Linked DNA regions of Mus musculus: region 1 is linked to region 2. A link is a contact called in public Micro-C data. All regions are on one chromosome and are shown on one strand. Each heading gives the region's core, a stretch centred on a gene start, on an enhancer-like site or on the middle of the called end of the contact. The rest is flanking DNA. Distances are from core to core; before and after follow the strand shown.

Evidence for each region. Hi-C and Micro-C count contacts between places; a contact is called where the count stands out from the background.
Region 1: a Micro-C map of muscle stem cells shows a contact between it and region 2, with 5 times the contacts expected there. The contact joins the promoter of Pax7 here to the enhancer-like site in region 2. A contact is called at or near these places in 16 of 39 promoter capture datasets (the 3T3-L1 cell line, the C10 cell line, cranial neural crest and 9 more), 3 of 15 datasets of contacts at CTCF or cohesin (the NIH/3T3 cell line and embryonic stem cells), 15 of 484 Hi-C or Micro-C datasets (the C2C12 cell line, embryonic fibroblasts, embryonic stem cells and 7 more), 21 of 115 datasets of contacts at active chromatin or transcription factors (craniofacial prominence, double positive thymocytes, embryonic basal ganglia and 10 more) and 5 of 9 other capture datasets (adipose tissue, embryonic stem cells, embryonic tail and 2 more).

Annotation. Positions count from the first base shown.
Region 1 is chr4:139,831,196-139,836,242 of GRCm38.p6, forward strand. Pax7 (paired box 7) reads right to left here and starts at 1,773. Exons shown (of 9, transcript NM_011039.2): 1 at 1,632-1,773. The coding sequence starts at 1,716. Gm46873 (a long non-coding RNA gene) reads left to right here and starts at 2,273. Exons shown (of 3, transcript XR_001784470.2): 1 at 2,273-2,359.
Region 2 is chr4:139,686,370-139,691,297 of GRCm38.p6, forward strand. No RefSeq gene overlaps it. Among named protein-coding and RNA genes, the nearest start is that of Tas1r2, 35 kb to the left of the region's middle. Within about 2 kb of position 3,517, at least 18 of the 459 cell types and tissues checked have an H3K27ac peak or open chromatin away from gene starts, as enhancers often do. A contact at or near this core is called in the C2C12 cell line, muscle stem cells, pancreatic cancer cells and 1 more, where this site is marked.

The sequences.
Region 1 (5,047 bases), core at 523-3,022, 140 kb after region 2:
AGGTAGGCCTTAATGCAAAGTCTACACAATTTTCTTACAGAAGGTTCGGGGGACACCCGGTGCACTAATCCAGCCTCGATCCCCCCAATTTGGGGACTCGCGGCTACAGAGATCTAGAAGATTACAACGATTTCACAGCGGCCCGAGCGGAGGAAGCAGACGGAATAATTGGAAAGGGGGAGGCTAGAAGAGGCTCGGTCTGCTGAGCTGTTCCTACCGCCCCCTCTTTACTTTCCCGCTCCCCCCTCCTTCACCAATTTTTCTTTGTAAAAGTAGGTATCTGAAACCACTCTCAGATTTAATCAGAAATCGTGCGTCGCCGAGCCAGAGTCCCTCGGTCTCCGTGGCGGGGTACGCCATTAGCGCTGGAGAGCTCTCGAACGCCCAACTTTATATTCAAGAGCCTCTTTAGCGACCGGCACTCGGCTCTCCTCAGTATTCTGCGTCATGTTGGGCAAATATTGTCCTAATCCTTTGCGCGTCCTTAGCCGCCTGTTTTGCTTGCATTCGTTCCAGGAGAGGACTCCGGCAAATCCCCGGCTGCCGCGCTCTCCCGCCTGCGTGGCCGCTCGCGCGCACTTGATCACGCAGCCCGCTCTCTTCGCCTCTGTCTAATTCGGGGACCCGGCGGCTTCTCGCTGCCCGAGGGAGGGGGCTCCCTCCCTAGATCGCCGGCTGCCAGACCGCCCCTTCTCGCCTTCTCTCCCCATCCTCCCGCACCCACAAGTGGGGCCCACACAATGACAAGAGGGGCGGCTAAAAAATAAAATTGGCACGCCGTTTCTAACTGCTCCTGAGACACCATGGGCTGTCTGAGCCGAGGAAACTAGAAGACCCTTCGGTGACTGGCTGAAAGCCTTCCATAGGTTTAAATAGAAAAGGGAGGGGGCGCGCAAAGGGGCCCTTTCTCCTCTCCCGGCCGATCGCCGCCGGCCGGTCCCCTCTGCATCCCCGAGTGGCTAGAGACTCAAAACAGTCCCCTGGATTGCTGTACCCTCTTTTGGTCTTGAGTTTCTTTCCCGGGACATTTGCAGACTTTAGAAAGACGTAGGGAAAAGTTATGTTTTTAATTTTTTTGTTTTTGTTTTTGCGGGAAATAAGGCACTATGCATTGTTTTTAATTAGTTTGTGTCGGGGCCGGGAAAAAAAAAAGCCAGTTAGTAAGTTGCTTGGGAGGAAGCGGACGGTCTGGTGGAGTGGAAATAGAGTGTCGCTTGTTGGTATTTCGAAATAAAAGGGGTTGGAGGGACCCCATCCCGACTTTGAGGGACCAATTCAAAACTAGGGAAGAAAGCCGGCGGCGCTGCGCAGAGACCCGGGAACTCTGTTGTGTCAGAGAAGAGTGGGAAACCCTGGAATTTACCGGAGCGCAAAACGGACCAGATGCGAATTCCCCGGGGAGTCGCATCCTGCGGCGAAAGGCCGGCAGCCGGTGACCCACGGAGCGCGGGCCGAGGGTCAGCGGAGTCCACGCAGAAACTGACAAGTGTCCGCTCTAGAAACTTCCCGTGTCCCACGCGGAGACTGGGACCCAGCAGAGCCCAGGAAGCCCCGCTGCTCGCTCCCCTGGAGGGTGCCATCTCCGAGGTCCTCCGGGGGACCCTGTAAAGGCCTCCTGCGCGCTCTCTTACCTTCCAGGGGGAAGCCGGTGCGCGGGTAGTTCTGCCCCGGGCCGGGTCTCATCATCCTGGGGACCGCGCCGGGCAGCGCCGCCATTCCTGCGCACGCTGGAGACGAATCCAGAGTCGGCTGGATAAACCTCTTGGCGTCTCTTCCTTTCACCCCTGCTGCGATCCTCCTCTCCTCTTCTTCCCTCCCCCCCCCACTAGCCTCTTCCCCCTCCCTTCTGCACCCCCCCCCACCCGGTTGCAGACGCGCCCCTTCCAGAAGCTGGGCGCGGGGGGGGGTGAGGTGGGGGCGGGAGGAGTGGAAGGTGGCGACAAGGAAGTTCAAACAAACAAACACTCCAACCCCAAGTCCGCCTCCACCCGCCGGGCTCGGCCAGAAGTTAAGCCGAATGACACCGGCTGCCGTGGGCCGAGCAGGCCGGGCTCCCTGTCCCCAGCTGCGCCTTGCGGGCCACCCGCTCCCGCGCTCCCGGCCGAAGTTCCTGAGCCCAGAGGTTGCGGAGTGGCTTTCTTTGGGTCTTTATTTATATATTTATTCTCTGGCTCGGACTCCCTCCTCCCCTCGATCCCTCCTCTCAGCGCCTCTTTCTGCTGGCCCTCACACCCTGTCCCCCGGAGGACTGGAACGGGGACGCGCTCCTGCTCGGGTTTCGGACTGGAGGGGAGGTGACCCGAGCGACAGGGTTGGGGAACACAAGAGGAAAAGCGAGGGGGCGCGAGCGATCAGCTGGGTAAGTTGTGCAAAAGTGCTCAACGGCAGGGAAGGGGAGGGAGCAGGCTGCAGCCAGAGAGATCTGATAGGTTCGGACTTTTCTTTTATTCATGAGCAGGAAAGGGGGCCAGTTCGGGAGGGAGAGGGGACCGATAACGAAAAGAAGTCTCCAACGAGTATTTTTTCCCCTTCCTTTTTAATCTCCAACTCGACCTCGTTCTTTTTTTTTCTTTTTCTTTCTTTCTTTTTTTCCTCAGGGGGTCGCGGGGGAGGGAGATAATTTGAAACTCTGAGTCCAGGGATGGCGTGGGCTGGGGGTGCTCTGAGGGAGGGAGAGGGTAACTTCTTTTAAGTGTTGTCCAGAGATGTGCTGGCAGGTCTGTGCTCCGGACGGCTTTCAGCTGTCTGCCCGCTGTGTAGGAAAGCCGGCCTTGGGCTGGGATCTTCTCTGTCCGCTCCGGCTATCTCTGGCCTCCTGGACTAGGGTCCACCGCACGTGTCCCTTCTCTTTTTAGTTCACTAGCTCTGAACATTCCTTGACAACTACTCCCTCCCTGGGCGGAACAGAGTAGGGTGACATCCCCGGAAGAATTTTGACTTCGCTGATACCTGTCAGGGCTTTACTGCTTGCGCCTGGCCTGGCCTGGCCTCCTGCAGCTCGGAGAAACGCAGCAAAATATACATCCCCAGAGATGCTGGCAAATCCGAGTCTGCCAAACCCTGGGGAATAACCTCTCCAGCTCCTCCTCCAGCTCCTAGGCCACCACCTTGGAGCCCTTTCTAGTGGACTCAGAATGTCCTGGAGGCGACATCAGCAAGGCTAGGGATCTGGGAGTCAGATGGGAGATGAGTGGGAGACAGACAGATAAAGCTGGGTACCACCAACTCTACTCCTCCACTGGAGGGCTGGGGAGGTGGTGGCCCAATTAGTTGCGCTCTCTCTCTCTCTCTCTCTCTCTCTCTCTCTCTCTCTCTCTCTCTCTCTCTCAGAGATCCCACAATTCTGTTCTCTGATGCCACAGTAACCAGTGGTCTCTGCCTTAGGACATAGATTCCTAGGGTTGAAAAGCCCTCCCAGCAGGGTAGGATGCCACCCATTACAGATCTTTTGTGCCCCCCCCATACATCTCCAACACTCCAGTAAAGGGCCTCTCTGGCCCAGCCCTGGAGGTGAAATACAATAAAATAAATCCAGTCCTCCAGCTCATGCCCTGCCCAGCCTTCTTGGAGGGGGTCAGTCTGGTCTTGGCCTGGGGGTGCTCTCTGCTGGCTGGCCTCAGTGTGTCCTCTCCCTTCCCCTCCTCCTCACCTGTGACCTTTGCCCCTCTCAGCATGCTACTGACCCTTTCTCCTAGCTGAGGGGTTCATCAGACTTCTTTGTGGGGCAGGGGTGGGGGTGGGCTTCCGGGGATGGGAGACCTGTGGAAAAGCTTGTTAAATATATGCTTGCAGGATTGAATGGGGAGAGGAGAGAGGCCAAGTGGTTTTAGACTCTGCGGCCTGAGTCACACCTACCAGCCAGGTGGGGAGACAGAGTTTTTGCCCTGTAGGTTGTTGGGGGGGGGCGAGAAATGCTAAGTTCCTGGGGACCCTTGTCTGCTTTGACTCCTGAGGTAGATATCCAGGGTTTTGTTTTGTTTTTTAAATACAAGCATGTATATATCCATGTCTTTCTGTAAACATAGGGTACACATATTTAATGTGTTCTCCTTCAGTCTTCCATCTGTCTGTCGTCTGTCCATCCCTCTACCCCCACCAACACCCTCCTGGTATGGCAGACTTTTAGCGACTCTCCTTTGTGTGGTGGTTTGGTAGCTCTTCACTGGCAAATTTGGGTTTTTATGTGCAGGTGAGGTCTGTGTAGGCCTGTCTTGGGTCAATCTTGGGTAAATTAATTGTGGGCTCCTCAATGGGGAGGGTGTAATGCTGTCTTAGCATGGCTGAAAGCAAAGTTTGAGAAGGGGAGCCATGCATATTTTGACTGGCTCCCCTTCTGGAAGTGCCTGGCACCTGGGCTGTCAGGCCTAGTTTCTTCATACCAACCCTGTAACTGGAGCGAAGTTGGAGGTGGGGCAGACACCCAGCTGGTAACCTTGGTACAGAAAGGGTGTTGCTGGGGGGCCCTTAGCATCCTTGGTGACCACAGCATCCTTGAGATGATCTTCCGTTCTGTCCACCAGGAAGGAAGACACAGAGGCTCACTACCCAGGCCCTGCACAGGACACATAGCTGCTGGGGATCCCTGGAGCCTAGGCAGGGCAGACAGCAGAGGGGAGGAAGTGGGCTTGTCTGTCAGAATGAGCGTGGCCATTCTCGCCTGTTGGAGAGCAATTTCACAAATGATTTTTGCAACAATTAAGAAGTGTGGAGGGGTGAAATGGCGATTTCACATCCAGCAGGGGAAAGGGGGGTTCACCTGGGGATGGGTGGTTGCAGCTGGGGTAGGGGAGAAACTCTCCTGCTTGGCCGGTCCCCCTGGCTAGCCCCCATGTCCCAGGGTACCCCCTCCCAAGTCATCAATCAACTCCCAAGGCCTCCAGTGCCTCAGAGGTTCTCAGGGCTCCAGTTCCAGCTGTGAGCTCCAGCCAGTGCTTGCCCTGCCGGCTCGCGCTCTCTCTCTCTCTCTCTCTCTCTCTCTCTCTCTCTCTCTCTCTCTCTCTCTCTTTCCCTACCTCCCCCACCCCATCTACCCTCACTCTCTGTCTCC
Region 2 (4,928 bases), core at 2,267-4,766:
TGCTGTATGTGTGTGTTGTGTTTGTGAAGTATATGTGTGTTGTATGTATGTGTTGTGTTGTATGTGTGTGTGTTGTGTTGTATGCATGGTATATGTGTGTGTGGTATGTTGCGTGTGTTCTGTATGTATACATGTGTGTTGTTGTGTATGTGTGTATATTGTATGTATGTGTGTTGTGTTGAGTGGTGTGTGTGTGTGAGTATGAGTGTGTGTGCTGCCTGGGGTGAGAAACATCAGCAGAAATGGTCCATATCTGATTTGAGCCTGAACGATCCTAAGATGCAAGCCCAGCTTGGTGGCACATGCCTCTCAGCCTGCCAGTCAGGAGGCTAAGGCGGGAGGGTCCTGAGTTCAAGCTCAGCACCCGCACAGAGGGAGATGCTATCTCAGAAAAGGAAGCAAACAAACAAAGGGCCTGGATGTAGTTACGAGAATATTCGGGGGTGGGGAGAGGGTCTGGTGGTTCTGCGGATGATGTCCAGCGTGTAGCAGGCATTATGAAAAGCAGCATAGTTTTTAGCCTAGACAGCTTGGCCACGTAGAGAAGAGAGTTTGTACTGAGTCCCTGTACAAGGCCCCTCGGGCCTGTCCCTTCTGTGTATTCCTGCCCCCAGTCTCCTTTGCCACTGCAGTGCTTGGCAGGGCTTGTCTCAAGTATAGAACCTCTGTCCAGGCTAAAGGCTGAAAGCCCAGGTCTCCTCTTATAAACTAGATGACATCAATCAAAATGTGTTTCTGAACACCTTCATTTCCCTCTCTGTGACACAGGAGAAGGCTGCTTCTCAGAGCCTGACAGGCGATGGGGCGGTAGTGGGGACTCGTGGGATGTGCACAGCCCAGGACAGGCCATCAGGGCTGTGTGCACTGACCATTGGGCTGCACTGACCCTGCGCAGACCCTTGCCTTTCTGAACTGTGGTGTCTCCTGGCCTAGAGTCCCCAGGGTGGTGCGAGCTCATGGGATATGAGAAGTGCCTGAAGAGGGCGGGTAGAATGTCTTCCCACCTGCTCCACAGAGAAGTGGCTTCAGTGGACAGCGACAAGGCAGGGAGGGTGCCAGGGTTAGCACAAGGCTACCTACTCCAACACCACATCTTTTCTTCTCCAGCTCCCTCTTTCCAAGCTGCTTTAGAAACTTCCCAGCATTCCTTGTTGTCTCCTCTGCACATTAGAATGTGAATTGAAGCAACCTTGCATTTCTGGTGTATCTTCCCTGCCCTCCCCCACCCCACCTCCTATGCCCTCCTGTCCTCTGAGGGACACATGGACAAGACCAGGAACACCCAGGGCTGTTGCAATGTTGTGATGAAGGGGGCCTGTCACTTACAGTGTGTGGTGATAGCCTTGCGGCGGCAGTGGCCACTGCTGTGGGTAATATAGGTTCAGGAGACAGCAGGGCCTTTGGTGCTTTCTTTGCTGCAGGAAGAGTTGACTGTGACAAGGACCATTGATGACATGCGTTGACAGAGTTTAGGGATTCCATCTGTCAGGCCACGCCCAGCTGCCCGCCACTGTGGGCTTTTTTTCTTCTTCCATTTCTTCCCTCTCCCCAACCCTCTGTCTTTCTTCCTTCCTTCCTTGGGGGGGGGGGTCTCATGCATCCCAGGCTAGCCCCAAACTTACCATGACCTTGAACTTGTGATCTCCTTGCCTCTGCCTCCCTCTGGAGTGTTGTGAGTATGCACGTCAGCCACCCCATGCAGTGCTGGGGGCAGGACCCAGGGCCCCGTGAATGCATGCCGGACAAGCGCTCTACCAACCACACTAGGGAAATAGATGCCCAACTCTCAGCCTCTGCTTTGAGTCACCAAATATTTGAGCAAATACGGGTCTAAAAGGAACTGTGAATAAAGAATTCACACACAGAGAGTTAAACAAAGAGGCCTGTGGTCAGGCGTGGTCTGTATTTAACCAAGAACAATGTCATGAGCCTGTGGAGGGAGGCACGAAGGGCCGAGTACTCAGAAAGGTGCCAAGGGTGGGTGGGGGCCTCTGGGTGATTCTGTTCCCAATCAGGATCAGTGGGCTCAGCGTGGACGTCCTAAGATATGACCTGGCTTCACAAGATAAATCTGTCTTAGGTCTCAGTTCCTGGTCTAACCTCAGCTCACCGGACTTTCTGTATGTCCCTGGACTGGCTCCACCCCAAGAAACACCCAAGGCCTCCCCCCCCCCGCCCCTCCCGGCCTCTAAGCCTTTTGATTCCTTCCTGCTGTTTAGGTGAGTCCAGAGAGTAATTCTGGACAGTCCATAGCAAGTAGGTGGAAGCCTCTCAGAGGGCACCTGGGAGGTAGGAGGCTGGCATGTGTCACCGAGGGATGAGGTATATTTCAGGACATTTCCTGATTACCTGCTCTCCTTTCCACCTTCCTGTTTGCACCTGCCTCCCACCTGGGCCTGTTACAGTGCACCTGCCTCCCACCTGGGCCTGTTACAGTGCACCTGCTTCCCACCTGGGCCTGTTACAGTACACCTGCCTCCCACCTGGGCCTGTTACAGTGCACCTGCCTCCCACCTGAGCCTTTTACACTGCACCTGCCTGCCACCTGGGCCTTTTACACTGCACCTGCCTCCCACCTGGGCCTGTTACACTGCACCTGCCTCCCATCTGGGCCTGTTACAGTGCACCTGCCTCCCACCTGAGCCTTTTACACTGCACCTGCCTGCCACCTGGGCCTGTTACAGTGCACCTGCCTCCCACCTGGGCCTGTTACACTGCACCTGCCTGCCACCTGGGCCTGTTACAGTGCACCTGCCTCCCACCTGGGCCTGTTACAGTGCTCCTGCCTCACACCTGGGCCCACATCATGGCTGGCTGAGGGCATGGAGCTCCAACAAGACATATCCACTTTGCAGCCTCTGCACCAGTGCTTCCCATTCTGATATCCATGTGCAGAAAGTGGGTGGCGAACAGAGAGGGAACTGCCTTCTCCAAAGTCACACAGCTACCGGAGGCAGAGAGACAGTTCTGGAAAGACAAGGAAGGAAGTTTGCTATGTGACCCCAACCATAACTGGGGTTGACCTTAATGGAGTAGCCACAAACTGAGCAGCTGGGGGCAGGGAAATGGGGAGAAAATGAGCCATTGTAAGCAGACACACCAGTGACTTTAAGCCTGTTCACTTCGCAGCCAGAAGTCCTGGGTTTGAATCCCAGCCATGCCGCATGGTAGTTGTGTGACCTTGGGCTACCTGTTCACCCTCACTGAGCCTCAGCTTCCTGTCTGCAGAATGGAGTTGATGACGGAGGATTTAGAGAGTGAGAGCGTGTGTAAGGGTGGCTCCTGTGAGGTGCCCTCTGTCCCTTGTATCAGACTGTTGTAGTGGGTGTGACCTTGCTTTGCAGGCAAAGGAAGGAAAGAGAGGAGGGAAGGCCATCCAGCGGGGTGGTTTGTGCCCAGCCTGGCTGGCTCCATGCCTGCCCAGCCGTCTTGGCAGGGGAGTGAGGAGGGGATTGGAGGTCTGTGTGTGTTGGGGGGAAGCAGCCAGCCTGACATAAGGCCCTCAAGAATGTAATGTGCTTCCTCCCCGGCCCCTGGGAGCCTGGTAATCCTGGATGTGGGGAGACAGCTGCTTGGCCAGCTTGGGGGTGGGGGTGGGGCTCAGGGGGTACCCTGCCTTCTTGCCTTTTTTATGTAGTGCTGGGGATGTGGTTATTAACCCTGGCTGTCCTGGAGCTGGAAGGTGAGGTAGAGAGCGGCAGTCATTGTGGTAGGAAGTTGGGCGTGTCTGAGGTGGATCCTGTGGTGGAACCCTGCCTGGATAGCCTGATGTGGCCAGTTGGGTCCCCTGGGGAGGTGCCCAGCGCCTACACTCCTGAGCATGGCAGGGGAAGGGGGCTTTACCTTTTAATTACACTTTATTTATTTGTGTGGGAGGGGCATGTATGTGTAACACACAGCATCTGAAGGTCAGAGGACAACTCCCAGGAGTCTTTAGTCCTTCGACAGCGTGAATCCTAAGGATGGAGCCCAGGTCCTCAGGCTTGGTGGCTGTCATCTTTATTTCATGGACCATCTTGCTGGCTCAGGGAGGGAGGACTTTTAGCAGAGTCACAATTGCAAGGGACCTCGAACCCTAATCCCTTTGCTACACAAAAGGGGAAACTGAGGCCCAAATGAAGACAACCACTGACTCAAGGCCACTCAAAGCTGTCCTGAGTTGGAATCTTGCTCAGGCTTCCTGTCTACAGAGCTAGAGGCTTCCAGATGATCAATGCACCTGCCCTTGCTGTCTCCAGATGGCGTGGCATTCCACGTGGCTTATCTTATACCATGGCACCATCTCTACTCAGGGCCATGTGTCACCTACACAGGGCCACTTGTGCCACCCTCCGACTCTGAATCGCGTGGCAGCCAGCATTGGGACTCTTGACTGCACAGTTCAGGTTTTTCCAGCTGCTGTTTCAGGGCTCTGCAGCTCCAGAGCTTTGCTCTGATGTGAGCTCTGAGAATCGGTGATGGTTTCTCTCAGATGCACAGCAGTGGCGTGTGCGTTTTTCATAAACAATGACTCTGGGACCCTCACACACACTTCTAAGGCCTAGGGTTTCCCATGGATTGGGTGAGAGTCATCCCAGTTCCATTCTGCATCCTCCTGTGCACCCAGAAGTGAGCTGATGATATCCCTAAGGCTTCCAGATCTCGGCTCTGTCTCTGCCCGGGAACCAGCTGCCATCTCATACCTTGATGCCAGTGGCCTTCTTGCTGGCCACTGTCTTCATTCATCTGCTTACTTCTCTATACTCTCCATGGTGCCTCAGGGGTACCTGTGAGAGTCTCTGTTGCTTAGCAACTTAAGACCCCTTTCTAATGGCTCCATCACTTGGAGCAGAACCAGGAGACTTCTGGGACAGCCTGTGAAGGCCCTGCTGACCTGTCCCTGTCTACCAGGGCTCTAGTCTCATCCTCTTATTTTAGGTATTCACTAA